2 separate regions of the Mus musculus genome follow, and region 2 is linked to region 1. A link is a contact called in public HiCAR-type data. All regions are on one chromosome and are shown on one strand. Each heading gives the region's core, a stretch centred on a gene start, on an enhancer-like site or on the middle of the called end of the contact. The rest is flanking DNA. Distances are from core to core; before and after follow the strand shown. Region 1 has its middle 26 kb from the start of I730028E13Rik. Region 2 has its middle 23 kb from the start of Gm39350.

Region 1 (3,493 bases), core at 173-2,672:
AAGCTCTGACTGGGGTGGGGTTTTCTCTACCTCCAGAGCTCCACTGCTGGCCTAGGAGAGGTGATCCAGTTGGTGAGGGCTGGTCATGCACACATGAGTACCTGAGTTCAGATCCTCAGCATCCACATAACAAGCAGCCATGATGGCATGTCAGTTATCCCAGTACCGGGGAAACTGAGGCAGGGGCATCCCTGAGGTTTGCTGGCCAGCTGGTTCATCCAAGTCCACTAGCTTCCAGTTCAGAGAGACCCTGTCTCAAAAACGAAGGTGGAAGTCAGCTGTGGTGGTACTTGTGTTTGATCCTAGCATGTGGGAGGCAGAGGCAAGTGGATCTCTATGAGTTCAAAGCCAGTCTGGTCTGTATAGCATGTTCCAACAAGCCAAAGCTATAAGAGAAATGATGTCTCAAAAAGAAACAAACAAACAAACAAACAACAAAAACAAAAGGACACCAAAATGATATTAAAATAAAATAATTTAAAGTACAACGTAGAGTGAGTGACTAAGAAAGACAACTGTTGTTAGATCCTTATCTCCAATGTGTGCACATGAGACCTCTCTGTCTGTCTCTGTCTGTCTGTCTGTCTGTCTCTGTCTCTCTCTGACTCGCTCTATCTCTCTCCTCTCAGCCTCCCCATCAGTCTTCCGTTTCTCACATGCTAGACAGACAGCTCATTTTCTTACCCTCCTCCCAAAAATCGTTTTGGGTTTGGAAAACAGCAACCACTTAGGAAAATGTGTAATTACCCAGGGCTCAATTGCGGCAAACACAGGGCTCCCCCAGCCATGCTGAAATGTCAAGGACTTGACTGGTACAAGCCCAGGCTCCCAAGGATCTGAAGGAAGAGGCTTGGCTGTCCTGGAGGGGGCAGGAGGATCAGCAGTGTTGACAGAGCAGCCTGCCTAATCCCTTCTGACAGCTCAGAGGGAAACGTCAGCCTGCTGCTTAGCCCAAGCAGTTCTTGAGGACTCCCTTAAGGAGGACTCTCTCTCTGCCTTCTGCTCAGCTCAGGCAAGGCTGAACTTGTGGTGACCTCAGCCTTCCACAGGCAGAGCAGACTCGGGCTCTTTCCAGTAGGGTGTCTGCCAAGGCTCCATGCCGGGCCCTTTTTCGTCAGGATGTCTCAAGTGTTTATAGGGGTGAGAAATAGGGGAGTGGAAACCATCCTGAGTCTCCTCGGCCAGACCTACCCTGAGATCCTGGGAAAGAAAGGGCACGGCGGAAAATGGAAGCAGACAAGGTGTCCCTCTAGTTTCGTGTCCCAGGGAAGAACTCATCCACAGAGTCCTGTAGTCCCCATCCAAGGTCTTGGCCTTCACCTGTCACTCAGAAGAAGACCAAGTTTCCTAAGCTGCTCTATGTAGGCCAGGCCTCCAACCCAACCCTGCCTTGCCAAGCCTGCCTCTGCCTGTAGCCTGAGCCGTGTGGGGATCCGGTGGAGGAGAACCAAGTTGTGTGGAAGGTATGACCTCACTGGGAAAGCACTGGCTCCCATCCCTTCCTCCGGCTCCAACCTGGGAATCCACAGGGAAGGGAGCTCAGGCCAGGCAGACAACCCCAGTGCAGGGAGCAGTGCTCCAGCTATGAAGCTCATCGCCACAGAGAAGTGTCATTTCTCCCTGCTCCTCTCAATTACAAAATAATAAGATTGTTAAAAATCCAATCATATGAACGTCAATATTGGCAGGGACAGCCGCAGGAAATTTAATTGCACAACGGGTGCCAGTTAAAGATGGTATGTGTTCTTCCTGGCTTTTCTTAATTCTAATTAGGATGAAATCTACTGCGTCTTCCAGACTTGCAAACAGGGGTTTGTCATGAGGCCAGAAGTAGATGGGACTGACACAGGCCTCCCTTCCTCAGCCTCGTGCCTTCCCTCCCTCTCCGTTGCGTCGTCCCGGATTGGAGCTCAGCACCGATTTTGAACATCAGCTCTCCAGTTTCTTTGGCATGTCAGAGGGCCAGATGTTTTTTATTTGAGAGCAAATTGACACATTAAATTACACTGTGCAAACATTAAAGCCAGCCGCGGGTAAACAGGCCGAGATTCATTGAATTTTACGGGTCACAATGATGTTTATGTAATTTAACAAATTCCTGCCCCGCTGCCGAGACTCTCCAAGAAGTATTAATTGAAGAAAGATGAGAACTTCCCTGAGGCTGTCTGTCCTGTCCTCTGCACCTCAGGCTTAAGAGCTCTTGGGAGGGGGAAGGGTGCCTTCAGCGGCTTAGCTTCGGAGTTTCACAATGTCCAACACAAATCGAGGAAGCCGGGCCCATGGCTTGTTACTTTCCATGTGGCTGTGACCAATACTCTACAAGAGCCGCTTAAGGAAGGCAAGGGTTGCTGGGGCTCACAGTTCATACAGTCCGTCCTGGATGCGGAGGCATGGCCCTGGGTGCTGGAGGCAGGAGGCCACATAGCAACCACAAGGGAAACCACGGAAGCTGAATGCGGGCATTCCGCTCATTTTCTACTTTTAATTCAGTGCAGGGTCCCAGCACACAGGAATGGTGCTGCCCACATTCAGAGTGGCTTTTCCTAGAATCTAGAAACTCCCTGACAGCTATTCCCAGAGGTTTGTTTCCATGGTGACTCTAAATTCCATGGCGGTGAGATTAAGATCACCCATTGTACCCTCCTTGAAGACAGTTTCCTATTGCAATGCCAGTGAAATCTTAGAGAAGATGTTAACCAGTGTGAACCTTCTTCCTTATCTGCTAATGGGGGCCAGGTGCAAGTGCCTGAGCATCCGGGTCTTTTCTCTAGTAACTGGCATCCCTAGCTTGTGTGTGTTTCCATGGTTTCTTTCAGGGTAAGACCCATTCTCTACTTTTAAAGATGGGCGCATAGTCTATTAGGCTTGGCCAATTAGGAGTATTTTGTGTAGCCTCAGGCCTTGGTAATTGGTTTAAAGATGGGCACGTGATCAAGTCTGAGCCAATGAGCATCAACCCATCAGGTTGCAGGTGCCAGCAGCGCAGAGGTCTCATCCGTTAGGCCTAAAGTGGCAAGGCTAAGTTAGGAGCTGCTTGGGTACCATTTGGCTCAGGCTTGAGTCAGGAACTCTCCACGAGATCACTGGGAGCCTGCCCCCCGCACCCCCCTGTCCTCCGCATCCCGTCCCCCGCATCCCGTTGTGGTTCAAAGGCTACAAAGGCTTTTGAGTTGTGTGAGTGAATGCAGGCCCTCATTCATAGACTCTTTCCTTGCCCCAAACCCTGAGACTCTCCAAGAAGAGAAAACTGGATTGAAGAAATGAGAGCATTTCAAAGCATTGGCCTCTGCCTACCACATCTCTGCCTCAGAACTCTTGAGTGTGGAGAGAGCTGCCAGCAGCAAGAGGTTTGCTGGGACGTTCTGTAGAGCATAACCTCTGTCATTCAATGGCCAGATGAGCCCTCAAGCTGATCTCTTGCTTCCTCCATAGCTCATCTGGAACTTTTCTCCAGCCAGGCTGGTCTGCCCCTAGACACAGCCCTACCTCTCAC
Region 2 (3,522 bases), core at 11-2,510, 450 kb before region 1:
CCAAAGTGAATATCATTATTAATATTATTTGCCTAATTAACACATTGGCTGAATGACAGAAAACATGCAAACAGGTTTTGCCAGAGAAACTCTGTCTGATTAAAACTGCAGCCCGTCTAATTAGATGGAGATTTCTTCATTACCTTCCCCATTTTTAGATGAGCCAGCTCCCTCCCCTGCTCCTCCTGTCCCCACTTCCCTGTAAGGTGGCTCAGCTGATGAAAGTGTTTGCTGCACAAGGATGAGGACGGGAGTTCGAATCCCCAGCAGCCATGTAAGTGCTCAGTGTGCACAGCAGCACCCCTGCAATCCCAGCAGGAGGGAGGCAGAGGCAGCCTATCCCTGGAGCAAGCTAACTAGCTGCGTCCACCGCAGGCGTTTGCATCATGTGCACATACATGCTAACATGCATACCTACTCCCACATGCCCCTTGCCTGGAGCACACACACACACACAAAGAACAATGGTTAGGAGCCCTTACTGAAAACCTGTGCTGGTGAGAGCTTTCCCACATGGAAGTCTTCCAGAGGGAGTATTGTTGCCATTTTGCAGATGAGAACACTGAGGCTTCCAGGGAATGGGCCTGGAGTAGACTTTTCAGACCCAGCCCATTCCAGCTGCCACAGCAGTTTCCCCTCAGCCTTTCCTCATTCCTCTGCCATCCATCTTTCTACAGTTGTTAGGAAGCACAAAGTGAAGTTCCATGACCAAGCCCAGGGTGGGGCCAGGGCTGTCCAGAGATGTCCTAAGCTGAGGTCAGCCAGAGTTGTGTGAGTGGCATCTACAAGAGCCTCAAGAATGTGGGAGCCCAAATTGGGAGGGTGCCGGGGCACACTGTGGTGAATGAGGTCAGACACAGTTAGGGGTGGGGCTGCCAGGTAACCTGAGACAAGTAGGCTAGAGTGGGGTTACTGGAAGGAGATGCTCTGGTGCTCTTGCCTCTGAAGACGGTCCCATGATTGTGTGAGGTACTTTACATGTGTGTGTCTCTTCCCTAGAGCCAGATGTAAGATCTCCACGCTTTGCAGATGAGGAAACAGGCTCAGAGAGGTTGAGAAACAGGGGCAAGGTCACACAGCTTAGAACAGCCTGCTAGTTTCCTGTGGGAACAGGAATGGCTTGTTTCTGGTGACTCTCAAAGCGCTCAGGGCCCAGTGGGCGGTAGCTGAGAAGCTGGGGGCCTGCCTGTCTCTGCAGTGGTTTGAGGCCTGTGGGCCAATTTTACCAGGAAGCCTAAACCCCCTAGGGAGCATGATCAGAGGCCGGCAGACAAGCCTCATTAGCCGGATCCAGAGCGCGGTGCGTCACCATGGCAGCCAGCCTGGTGCAGGCCAGGTGGTTTTTATTACCAAACTTGGAAAACTTTATGGTGGCGCCAACAATGGATCTTTATTCTGCTGTTAATAGCGTGTCTCTTATTAGCATGCATCTCTCTCCCTCCTTAATAACCTTTACATTTCCAAACTGCATTTATAATTAAGTCATTAATCCCTTACTGGAATTTCTTGGGGTTTTTTTGTGGTTTTTTTTTTTTTGTTGTTGTTGTTGTTGTTTTTTCCCATGAGCAGCAAACCAGAAGTCCCCTCTGCCTGTTGAGAAAGGAGGCCGAGCGCTCCGGAAGTGCTCTGAGAATGTCATCCCAAGTTACGGGATCCTAGCCATGGGCTGATAAGCTCAGGTTTGAGGAGGACCCGTTACTGAGGGGCTCAGAGTCAGGGCAGGGGTCTTCTCTTACCCTCAGTGGCTTCCCTACCAAGAGGTAATCTGGAACCTGAGAGCTGTTGACTCAGGAGAACAGTTATTGCCAGGGTAGTGAGGGTGGGGGGTCTCAAAGGGTCAGCAATGCGCTCGCTCAGTGAGTTGTAGCTGGGTGGGTTTACAGGTGCTGAGGTCCCGGCTGTCTCAGAGACACAAGAAGTACATTTATCAACCCCTGGGTCTCTAGAGTGGATTGAACTATGTCCTATCGGATTCATATGTCAGCGACTCCTTAGACCTCAGGACTTCTATCTGGGCTCAGCTTTTATAGCGGTGAAGTAAAAAGAGGGCGTTGAGGTAAACCTTAATCCAGTAAGACTGTGTCCTTAGAAGAGGAGGAATTTAGGACACAGTATTTACAGTGGGGGTTGAGGGGACAGTGGGAAGGCACAGGAAGGAGATAGCCATCTCTAAGCCCAGGAAAGAAGGCCTCAGAAGACATCAGCCTGCCCTCTCTTGACCGTGGATGGCGGCCTCCAGACCTGGAGGAAACTGATTTCCTCTGTCACTGACAGCCTGTGGTCCTCCATTTTAGCAGGCCTGGTGAGCTCAAATAGCCTTCTTTCTTTCCCAGTACATTCTGGGTCCTCCATGGATCTGTTCCTGGGATCTTTGAGCATCCAGAGGAGGAAAGCTTGACTTCCCAGCTCTGCCCCAGCCCTAGCTTAGGGAAACATCTCCACAGACACTAGGGTAGGGGTAGGGGGTTGCTCTATCTGGTCCCCACCAGCTCCTGACTGCCAGAGTTGGTCTACGGAGGTGGAGCTCAGCTAAGTTATCTATATGGAAGGCAGGCCTCCCTCTAGGTCAGCCGTTCTCAACCTGTGGGTCTCAACCCCTTTGACAAACCTCTAGCTCCAAAGTTATTTACATTATGATTCATATCAGTTGCAAAATCGTAGTTATAAAGAAGCGATGAAAATAATTTTATGGTTGGGGTCACCACAACGTGAGGAACCTTATCAAAGGGTTGCAGTGTTAGGAAGGTTGAGAGTCACTGCTCTAGGTGAAGGTTGAGACTTGTGCAATAGCCTTAGGGACACACCGACGTTAGCCACAGATAGGCTGGTATGGGAAGGCTTTGTCAACTGGCAGCTCCAGAGTGACTGACATGGAGGCTTGCAGCCCACACCTTCCCTGACTTGAAGTTTTCTCATCTACCAACCGTAGGCTGATCTTTTCAAGACTTGGCCAGAGGGTCATTGGCAGCCACCAGCCACTGTTCAGGCTGCCTCTTGCTTACCTCGTGGGGGTTGTTCCGGGCTCTCGTTTCTGCTGTGCATCCATCTTCTTCCTGTGGACCATCAGAGCATATTCTCCTGCATGTTGTTTCCCTGTCCTTCTGTCCAGTCACCCAACACACCCATTTATACAGTATCTCACACGGGAATTTTGTCCTTCTTAGTAGTCATGGGATTTGAACACAGTGCTGAGGGCTCACAGCATCTCCCCTCACAAAATCTACCAGGAGGTAGACATTAAATCCTCTGACTGGGACTGACATGAAGGGAAAGTCGGGAAGGCCTGGGTGATGAGGGTGGGACCAGAAGGCTTGGAGCAAGATGTTACCTGAGCCTGTAGTCAAGGCTAGCCAGGAAGAGGAGAAGGGGAATGTCATAGACAGTCAGGACAGTCCAGACAAAGACCCCAAGGTTCTAGAAGAAACCTGAAGCACTGGAGCAGAGTGAATAGCAAAGATTGGCCGGGGAGAGGGAAAGCAGGAAGAGAGCTCCTGGGAGACATGGCAGAGGTGATGTCTTGTT

The links. HiCAR-type assays count read pairs that join an accessible place to other places.
Region 2: a HiCAR-type map of fibro-adipogenic progenitors shows a contact between it and region 1, with 5 times the contacts expected there. The contact joins two enhancer-like sites. A contact is called at or near these places in 1 of 484 Hi-C or Micro-C datasets (bone marrow-derived macrophages) and 1 of 115 datasets of contacts at active chromatin or transcription factors (fibro-adipogenic progenitors).

Annotation. Positions count from the first base shown.
Region 1 is chr9:61,162,555-61,166,047 of GRCm38.p6, reverse strand. No RefSeq gene overlaps it. Among named protein-coding and RNA genes, the nearest start is that of I730028E13Rik, 26 kb to the right of the region's middle. Within about 2 kb of position 1,422, at least 53 of the 459 cell types and tissues checked have an H3K27ac peak or open chromatin away from gene starts, as enhancers often do. A contact at or near this core is called in fibro-adipogenic progenitors, where this site is marked.
Region 2 is chr9:61,616,404-61,619,925 of GRCm38.p6, reverse strand. No RefSeq gene overlaps it. Among named protein-coding and RNA genes, the nearest start is that of Gm39350, 23 kb to the right of the region's middle. Within about 2 kb of position 1,260, at least 79 of the 459 cell types and tissues checked have an H3K27ac peak or open chromatin away from gene starts, as enhancers often do. A contact at or near this core is called in fibro-adipogenic progenitors, where this site is marked.